Regions from separate parts of the Triticum aestivum genome. Here region 2 is linked to region 1. A link is a contact called in public Hi-C data. All regions are on one chromosome and are shown on one strand. The core of a region is the stretch at or near the end of the contact, and the rest is flanking DNA. Distances in the headings are between cores, read along the strand shown. Region 1 holds the start of LOC123070603 (katanin p60 ATPase-containing subunit A-like 2). Region 2 holds the start of LOC123070605.

The links. Hi-C and Micro-C count contacts between places; a contact is called where the count stands out from the background.
Region 2: a contact with region 1 is called in a Hi-C map of leaf, with 3 times the contacts expected there. The contact joins the promoter of LOC123070605 here to the promoter of LOC123070603 in region 1. A contact is called at or near these places in 4 of 5 Hi-C or Micro-C datasets (leaf and an unstated tissue) and 1 of 1 datasets of contacts at active chromatin or transcription factors (leaf).

What each region holds. Positions count from the first base shown.
Region 1 is chr3B:504,263,275-504,268,390 of IWGSC CS RefSeq v2.1, reverse strand. It overlaps LOC123070603 (katanin p60 ATPase-containing subunit A-like 2), which reads right to left and starts at 1,395. Exons shown (of 13, transcript XM_044493873.1): 1 at 1,377-1,395; 2 at 1,142-1,279; 3 at 894-1,043; 4 at 755-801; 5 at 54-119. The coding sequence starts at 1,186. It overlaps LOC123070602 (ubiquitin-conjugating enzyme E2 36), which reads right to left. Exons shown (of 8, transcript XM_044493871.1): 4 at 4,322-4,380; 5 at 3,386-3,427; 6 at 3,236-3,309; 7 at 2,880-2,977; 8 at 2,399-2,802. The coding sequence ends at 2,765.
Region 2 is chr3B:504,741,547-504,746,674 of IWGSC CS RefSeq v2.1, reverse strand. LOC123070605 reads right to left here and starts at 3,707. Exons shown (of 3, transcript XM_044493876.1): 1 at 3,356-3,707; 2 at 2,943-3,221; 3 at 1,118-2,649. The coding sequence starts at 3,460. The coding sequence ends at 1,423. It overlaps LOC123070604 (terminal nucleotidyltransferase 4B), which reads left to right. Exons shown (of 13, transcript XM_044493874.1): 13 at 1-254. The coding sequence ends at 17.

The DNA of each region.
Region 1 (5,116 bases), core at 146-2,645:
TGCCAAGATGGTACAAACATAAGGTATAGCTAAATGTTTGGTCAGACTGTCACCTCAACAATGTCTCAGCTAAGTTGCGTGTTTCTGCAGATTCAAAAGAAGGAAGCAGGGATTTCTGCCTGCATAAGTCACACATCCGGTTATCACAGTTCACAAGATATATGTTTGCATGACAAGTGAAAGAGAGGCATGCCCTCTGGCGGTTTTATTCATGGACCAAACAGTACAGCAATACTTTAAACTTAACAGTTGAGACCGGAAATTAACAGGTAGAAACTTCTATTCGCAGGTCGCTAACTTCCACTGAGCTTCAGCCATTTCAATATAATTTCTATCCACTAACAGCATAACTATAAACAAAAAAAATTATATCCACCGTTTCATGAGTTGTTGTTTAGTAGCAAGCAATAATTACTTACGGCATAAGCTCCACAAATAATAATCTAACACCAGTTGGCATGCCTGGATTTGAGCAAGACAGACACAGCTAGGCAGTTGGATGAAGAAGCCATTCCTATATTTAGTCAACTCAACTGAAGTGCGTGATTTGACTCCTATATGAGCTAAGAACGAATCAGAAGTGAAGCGGATGGTGAAGCTTCGTACAGCCTCGATTAAATTGTACCATACGGAGAGATTACTAATGTTAGAACATCCCAGAATTAGCTTATCTCTACACTTTACAAATTAGCTAAATTTAGATTAAACAAACGTTGGCAAGTAAACTAGTTGAAGTATAAGCAACGAGTCTTACGGTGGTCCGGCATCCATTGAACCATTGCGCAACTCGACATTTCTATCCTGCAACCGGGAATCAGTAGAGAAACTGTGTAAGTCCCCAAAGTAGTAGCAACATGGAAGCATTCTGCGAGAGGACCGAATTTAATAATTACCAGCCGCTCGAATTGCTCGAAGACGGACAGGTCGGCGCCGCCATTGGCGTGGGCGGTGTCGGCGGAGCCCGATCCGGGCGGCGCGTCGTCGCCGTCGCCCTGGGGCTGGCGGCAGATGCCGAGGCCCGCGTCGTAGTAGCGCTCGAAGTCCTGGGCCGAGGCCACATCATAGCGAATTGGGAACGACGAGATCTCAGCACGGGAGAGCATGAAAGGGGTAGGAGGAATAGCATAGGCCAGCGAGTCACCTGGAAGGACCAGCGGGTGACGGAGGGCTCGTCGCCGGCAGCCATGGCGTCTGGCGGACCGGCTCGCCGAGGCGGCGGGGCTCCGATGTGCGCGGCCGGTCCCCCCACGCACGGACGACGCGGCAGCTCCCGAAGTAGCTGAGGCGAGGCGTTAGCGTTGGCGTTGGCGTTGTGCTGTGAGTGAATGAATAAACAAACAGGAGCACGGAACACTGGAGCGGGCAGGCGAGCGAACCTGCGCTCCTGGTTTTTCACCCCAACCGTCGGGCAGACGCTCCGGGGAGGAGAGGAGACTTATGATGGGTTTTACCGGCGTCCTGCGCCTTGGACTGACCGGTGGGTGCCCCCAGGGTTTTGCCCCGTGAGTGCCATGCCAGTGAGATGTCCCCGGGGAGTAGCATATACCGTGTTTTTCTTTCTGCTGTCATTTATCTACGGTATTGTTATCTGTCGAACGTTCGGTTGGAAGAGGGTGGCAAGCCAACGTTTTTCTATGGCAAGTTTACATGGTGGAAGATGGCAAATCCTTCCTTTATTGCAGCAAATCTTTTTTTTCTTCTTTTCAGAAGCTGCCATGTGTTTCTAAAGAAATTGTCATCCTCCCATAACGTAAATTACCAGCCAAAACGTTCACTATTGTCACCCCTTTCGCAAGATAAGAGGGTCCTTTGTTTTTTTTTTTTTTTTGCGGGGGAGAGGGTCCTTTGTTTAACCTGCACGGTACACTGCATGCTAGTCCTGTGCGCCGATGTGCTTCGCTCTGCGTCTGCGTGAGACGGCGTAGTGCTGCTGTTTAGCCATAAATATAGGCCGTATTCCGTGGGAACTGACAGCAAATGAAGCCGTCTGTGACAGGGCAATACGTCGCGCCCACATCTGCCTTCTCGTGGGTGGAAACATTTCTTCCGTCGACGGACAAGTAGGTTTTGTTGCAACTTGTCGGCTGTCGCCGTAGCACGAGCTGTGGCTTTCTGTTTCTGGTGTGCGCTGGCGGGCAACGCGCTGCCACACTCGAGCAGCAAGGCTCAGTTGCTGTATCGGCTCCTGTAGCGGGAGGCAGTAAGCAAGATTAGTCCGGCTAAACCATCGGATATTTGGCTGTGTTTGAGCCGTTGAGGCAAACAATTCAACGCGTCACTGCGACAAGGACTTGAGAGGAAGGAGGTTAGACAGGCAGACGAACTGAACGGCCACGTTTGAGTAACAAATAAACCAGGGCAGCTCAACAACAACAAAAAGAAAACACAGGCGAGGGACTGAGAAAATATTCGGGCGTATCAGATCCAACCCTGAGTATTCAAACTCCCAAACTACAAGAGCAAGAACAAATTAGCAAGCCAGCTTCAATTTCAACAATGTGGACACTTGTTAACTTCTCCTACACAAGGGTATTGTAGTGGAGGAGCATAGAAAGTTCTATCAGATACAGATCAGTCAGAAGGTGCCCCAGGGTGAAGGGAACCAACCAACACAGGTGTTACAACCAACCAAATAGCTCGAGCACTAGTCATTCAGATACTCCCTTCCAGCGCAAACATCTCCAGTTTGTTCTTATCAACAAAATGGCACTTGATTGCTGGCTAAAGTATGATGGATTATTACATCGAGAGCGGCATGGGGTTGTCATGCACCACTGGCATACAGACGAGTCCACTCCTTCGCTGCAAACGCCAGAACAGAACTTAGTTAAGATATCATGGCCCAAGGGCAAATGGGACAACATTTTCACACTTGTTACCTGTTTCAACAGCTTCTGCCTCATTGGACTTCCAGTGCTTAGCAATGTTTTCAGAGAGAGGGTCATCTGGATTTGGTGCACTTAGGAGTGCCTGGATACTGAAACCAGAAAAATGTCACAGGGCGGCAATGTGCAGCATTAAATATAAAAATATAACAGCAAGAATCAGATAATGTGTGGAACAATACTTTAGTGCCGGAAAATGAGACAGGGTGATTTTTATTTACAAACAGGTTATTCGGTTAATTAAGCTCAAGATAAATACTTTCTTTTGGAGAAACATAGCAAAGGAAACAGCTCAGAAAAAAGATTATGAAATGCTAAGTTACAGAGACCCAGAATGAGAGAGAGAGGACCTCAAAAGAACTGTTCGAATCTGAAGAGCCGGACTCCATTTATCCTTGAGAATGTCAAGGCATATCCTACCAAGCTACAAAGGTAAATCCATTAAGGAATAACCATTTCTGGAGAAAGTAACATAACACTGAAAAAACATGCCTGCTTACCTTGTCAATGTTGGGATGGTATATTTTGGTCAGAAACCTAACCTGCGCTACCAACAAGCAAAGTATAAATGTTCGCCAAGATTATAAGCATTAGAAATGCTATATAGCAGCGCGCAGTTTTATAGAGACCAAAGGAAGGGTGAGACCTCCAGTAGCAATTGCTTAACAACTTAAGTGCTACTTATTCATCCTTCTATAAAAAAATTACATAGTAAAGTCAAGGAAATACAAAATCAGAATAGACTAATACTTCAAAGTGTCTAACTGCCAAGCACATAACAGAAATTGAAGGACCTCTTTAACAGTGCACAACTGATAGAAAATGGCAACCACTAGAAGTACCAAATACATTTAGAACCACGACAACCACTAGACTAATATATAGAAATAACCTTTGACATAAACCTTTGAGAAGGATCTTAGTGCAAGTGATAAGTTTTCTGAGCTTTCTGCTAACCCAATTAGCTGTCCTGACGGGTTAATCGTTATGCCGCACATGTTTCACACTCCCATCATTTCTATATGAAATGTCCAATAAAGCAGCTAACATTGTCTAGACAGGGAAATGAGATTGATACAATAATATACTACCACAACAAAACATATGAAAGCACAGTGAATGTCAACAGTAACACAACAAATGTGCAAAACAATAAGGCATGAGGCTTCGAACAACTTGCACGCAAATCAAGCAAACAAACACTTTTTTGATTATCCAAAGCTGGAAACGCCACCGAAGAAATGTAAATGAGAACATAAGTAGTTAACTTTGTAAAAGAAAGTCGAAGCCATATTAGCCAAAGAAGAAATCAGGCATATTGGCCAAAGAGGAAATCACACTGTACAATTCTGAATACACCATAATTATGTAGAAAAGTGTACAGGCCCAATAGTTGTGTAGAAAACATTAACCAAATCTCATCTACAGATTATTACCTTTGGGGCAGCCATCGGATATTCCTCGGGTAAAAAGAGTTCCAGCTTAAAAACTCCCCCTGCCCAATAGATAAGCAAAGGGGAACAATGTAAGAAAGCCAGTCGGTCATAAAATAGAATGCTAACACTTCAACATAAAACATTCCTTTCATGACAGATATATCATGCAGAAGATAAGCTATTAAGGTAATCCATATAAACAAACAAAACCAAGATTGGTAATTAGAATATTCGACTATAGTTCGCTTCCATAATTGGAAATTAGGCTAAATTGGTCATTCTCCATAATTAGAAGACGAGAGACGTTTTTCCTATGGCATACAGGTGGCTCCAATAACACCAAAGGGCTTAGGCAAGCAAATATGTTACACTATCCATATCAATAGAATATTAACCATGGAAATAAGTGTGACATTACAAATAAGCTTGGAGCAAGTAGCAAAAATCTATCCACTACTGATTACATACTAAAGAGAGAACGTAAAACCCAGCAAACATGATAACTGCCATGAAGAGAATAAAGTAAAACTGACACGGCCACATCACCAGACCGATCAAACAGCACAACCTCCAACATCCATAATTCCAACACAACCATTTTAGAACCATTTCTAACAAAATGTTTTGAACAGAGTCATCTCAATTAGCTAATTGCTACTCCCTCCGTTCACGAATAAAGATGTTTTGGGTATTTCAATATGGGGTACATACGGACTGAAGTGAGGGAACAAACACACTAAAACGTGTCTATATACATCCGATTTCAGAAAAAAAGTCGGAACATCTTATATTTGT
Region 2 (5,128 bases), core at 2,458-4,957, 480 kb before region 1:
ACATTAGCAGATGGTGAGTTGTGTGCTGCTACTGATAGCATTTGCGGTCCTTTTTTGGAGGTGCCACATAATTTGACAGCAGGAAGAGCATTGTGTGACACCATGGTGGCATGCTAGCAAACATTTAAATTAGCAGCAGCAGTCGGATGCCTGAATGTGTTCTATTTGTTTTATTAGTTTACTATCCAGTCCTTGTAATGCTGATCAAACAAAATTCTCAGTTGTATTTTTTGAATCAGCAGTTTTACCGAGCACCGCACCGTGATCACAAGTTCCAGGTAGTAGTATTTGGTTGTTGTGGTAAAGGCTTCAAACATTTATATAGCATCTACGCTGCCATAGCGAATTGGTCGGTGTCATGTAAAATACTGGAGTCTCTTCTGAACAAACTTGGAATAGCACGCAATATATGCAACTCATAACTTTGCTATGAACGACCAATCTTATTGTCCCGGGACATAAAAGAACGAAATGATAAATCCTAGACGTTTGGATTTTAAGCATGGCAACCCGGATGCTTTTCATGGCAACTTTAGTTCAGGCGAGGTTAGCAAATATGGCAATTTTCTAACAAAAAAATAAACTGGGACAAAGTACCATGTGTTCACAACTAAAGTTGCCACTTTGCATCAACTAAAGTTGTCATCAAAAAACGTTCAGAATGACATGCTTAAATCCGAATGTTCAGGATTTATTGGGGTCCTAAAAGAAACATAATCTTACTAGCAAGTAGTGGTTTGTTCAACATTTTTGTACCTCTAGTTCCGGCCGTTATTTTCCAAAATCACAGTAACAATTGCTTTCTCCAGTTGCATTGTTCGCACACATACTGCTTATTCCGAGGGTGTTAAAAAGAAGGTGCTACATCTGAAACGCAATTATGGTTTACAGAAAGATATACTCCCTCCGTAAACTAATACTATACGATCTTTTAGATCAAGGGAGTAGTTATGAGCTATTGAGAAGTTAATTTTGAGATGCCTAGATACATATATATCTGAGCTCTTTTCTTCTTTACTACTCTACATGCTACAAAAACCCAGATAAATAAATAAAAAATATGGCATGACAAGACTACATAAACTGTGGTAAACCAATATTTAAACAGCTGATAAGATGATGTAAACTCGTCATATATTCATATCGCATAGGCACAGGTTCATCGCCAACTGTCGGTTACAAGCAAGATATGTCCATTAAAAGTGAGGACATACGCCAGCATCATCACTAGACTAATCTATCATTTTTATTTCAGATTGACCCTTCAGCAGAAAAAACAGTAGAAGGATCTGTACCAATCTGCTGGCTAATAAAAAGGAAGCCAGATGAAATACCCGGGTGAGAGCCGACAAGCTTCCAGCTATAGTCATGGAAATAAGTTTTGTGGTAACAATGAAGTACCCAACAACTGCCCATTCTGCGCTATGCAGGCCAGTCTCGCGGGGATGTAACATTGCTACCAGCATTGAGCTTATCAACCATGTTACTGGAGTCCGCAGTCACCACTGGAAGCGTCATACTCCCAACCAGATCATGTGGATACCCTACTACACTGGTCGTTTCAAACATACTTCCATATGGATTCTTATGCAAGATTTGTTGCCCCAAATGATGAAACGCCATAGGAGCTGTTGCCGAATGCTGAGGCAGAACAGCAACAACAGTTGCAGGGCTCTCAGCAGGATTCTTATATGTGGCAGTGTGGGCTCGGCCACTACCCTGAACAGCATATGATGCAACACTGCAGTGGCTGGGCTTGTTTGGTTGAGGTGGGCATGAGGCCTGGCTCTGCGTTTGCAGTTGCTGTGGCTGTTGATGCTGGATATTATGCTCTGCCGTGGGAAGCAAAATTGTGTTGCCTTGGCCATAAAACGAAGGCATGACTTCATGATGCTTCTGCTGGGGTGAAGAGTATGGAGACTGCCCAACCAAACTTCTCGGAAGTGGCTCAGTGGTAGCATTGGCAGGCTTCTGAGAAGAGTATTGAGGATACATGAGCGTGACTTGAGGAGTACTTTGAGCATGAGGAGAAGATGTTTTCTGTTGAACCATCTGTGGTGGGACTTGCTGAACACTGTAGTGCTGCTGTTGCGCGACAGGTGGCTGTGATCGCCATGCCTGTGACTCGTGATGCTGAGCAGGCATTTGTAGCATATGATGCTGCAGTGGAGGGTACATTTCCGTTGGCTGACTAGATTTCTGAGGTAGCTCAACTGCAACCCTGGCTTCAGGGTTCTGGACATGCGGCTGCATAACCTGAACAAAAGACTCGGACGGTTTGTTCTCTGTGCAGTTCACTTGACTTTGGCTTTGCATATAGTACACCGCAGCTTGGCTCGGATGTTGCTGATCATGTTGCGTGCTCAAAGAGACGGGCACTAGTTGCTGCAGAATATAACCGCCGCTACTTTGGTTCGGCATAGCAGGAGACTGCATGGTATTAACTTGGTGAATTGGCACAAAAGAAACCTCAGGGTTGGCGAATTGTGTGCTCTGATCGTTGACATTTTCCCTTGAAGCAAGCATCGACAAGGCAGTGGCTTCATTTGTTCTAGCAGGGAATTCATGCGCTATTTGAAGTTTGGCCAGTTGCTGCGCCGTGTCAGCAGGCTCATGCTTATCCTGAAGCATCTGCACAGCTTTCTGAACCTGGTCAACAGAAGAAAGGATTGTTCAGCTCAGAGACATATTCTTAATGCATCAAAAATGATCCAAATCTCACGAGAACAGTAAGTCTGACTCCACCGTACGTAGTTTAAGAATAGCAGCTTGTGAAAATGTTCCGCTGAAGTAACTCCTTAAGCACCACTACAATCTCAAAGGTGAAATCTGAATAGTGCCTCGACTAACAGAGCCGGGGCACTCGAGACGAGAGCAAGACATTCGGCAGTAATTGGCAGAGCGTGCGTGGATCTGAAGGCGGGGCGGGGCAGAGCACGTACCTGTCTGAGATTCTTGTCGAGGCAGCGGAAGTTGACGGTGCCCTCGCTGTGGTAGTCCATGACGTCGCTGCGCAGCTCCCCGATGGAGCGCTCGAGCTTGTAGCAGTAGAGCTCGAGCTGCGAGAGCCTCCCCCCGATGCCCTCGAGCGAATGCAGCAGTCCCTCGGCCTGCTTCCTCATGCACTCCTCGACGGCCGCCATGACGGCCTCCTTGGGGTAGCCCTCCTGGCCGTACACGTTGACGAACGTCCGCACCAGCTGCCTCTTGTCCTGCGAATCCTGCTTTCCCCGCTCACACACGCATCAACCCCCGCCTCAGAAACCCCCGAGATCGAGGGACCTCGCGTGGTGGTGGTAGTAGGAGGGAGATGGATGACGACAGACAGACAGAGAGATAGGCAGAGAGGACGTACCTCGGCGCGGCGGCGCGTCTGGTCGAAGGAGCAGCGGGCGTCGGGCGGGAGGCCGAAGGCGCCGGAGACGGACGCGGCGGCGGGGCGCGCGGGGGACGACGCCATGGGCGTGCGGGCTGGCTAGGGTTTTGGGTTGGTGCGCGAGCGAGAGAGCCGGGGGGGAGGGGACGGGATGGGAGGGAATCCGAAGCGAAGGAAGGGGCGAGGAAAGAGAGGCGGGCGGGCGAGTGAGAGGAGTAGAAGCAAAGCGGGCAAAGGGAAAAGCAGAGTGAAACAGAGGAGAGGCCAATCAGAGGAGCGGAGGCGAGGCGAGATCGAGGCGTGGGGAGCAATAAAAATGGGGAGGGCGACGGGACGACGGGGACAAGTGGGGAAAGAGGGAGCGTGGGTGGACTTCGGGGCGAGTGAGATCTGGTTCGACTTGGATGTGTGGCCGTGTTCGTTTGTTTACTGACGGCCAGCAGGGAGATCGCCATTGGGATACCTTGCTTGCCTTGCTGGACGATCGTTTTCAGATCAAGACGGGAGACGGTCTGGTTGGTTCGGGTCAGCTTGGGTTTGGTTGGGTTGGGTGCAGTGTCACGCTCAGGTCTCCATCTCGTGAGTCATGTGCGTGATTAAAAAGAAATGTGCGTGGATGGGTCTGCGTTTGCCACACTGGTTTTGATGGGAAGATGCGGCCGGTATCAGTAGCATATTAGAGTTGTCGGTATCACGGTGATCCTCTGATCGCTGGGGATTAATAGTTTGATTCGAGAGGCGTCTACGTCTACGAAAAACAAACCGTGAAATTCATACCTCCTTCCTCTCTTGGGGGAAACCCTAGCAGCTAGGGTGTGGGGGGCAATCTACCTTCTCCCTGGTGAGATCATGGGCCCCTTCGTTTGCCACTTTGACGGAGGGAAGAGGTCAAGACCCCGTTGTTTCGAACCCGTGGTGATGGTAGGGTGAGGTTTTTAGTTTAGGTGTAGATTTCGGTCGCTGGTCATCGGTATTGAGGCGATAATGCCGCCATCGAAATGGAAGAAGGCCTTCCCGTCTTGTCCTTGTTTTGATGATGCTTCTTGGCATCTTTGAAAGATGTGTGAAAGATGGTGTTTTTTCTTTTGCATGTTTGTCACGCTGGCGTTGTCCCAAAGAACGGATGTCACAGTTGTGCGCCTTGATCCTCCGACTCGACTCTAGCTACAACCGACGAAGGTTGACTAGCTTCAGCCTCGAGGAGGATGTGGGAGGTGTCTTCCTCGACTCCTTCTGGCCGGACCTAGAGGGTTATACAGATCCTCTTGATGTTGTCTTCTTCGCGGCGGCCGTTTGCTACATAGATCGAGGTTGTTGGCATCTTGGTCTACATTGACAACCTCCCAGACACTGCTTCTACATGCTCCTAAATTTTAACAAGTTTGCTCCGCTAAGACAGTCCTCATGACGTGTCACCGGTGAATGCAGGAAAGAGATTGAGGGAGGTGTTTGGTTAGGGTTAACTCAGGCTTTTGGTGACTTATAAGCTAAAAGACATTTTTTGGTTTAGGCAAAAGATCAAAGGTCGTAAGAATTAAATTTGTTTTTTTATTTCTTCAATAATGTATTACTTCCTTCTATCCAAATTCGAATCCGAGGGAGTACTAAAGGTTTGTTCTACTTTAACCATTTCGGAAAAAAATCATGAAGAGACGGTAGGTCTCGGTGTACTGCACACTTCATATCAAAGTGTGCATCGCAATGTTTACGTCTGAATCAGCCGACGAGATCAAAGCCCACGTGGAAGCCGAG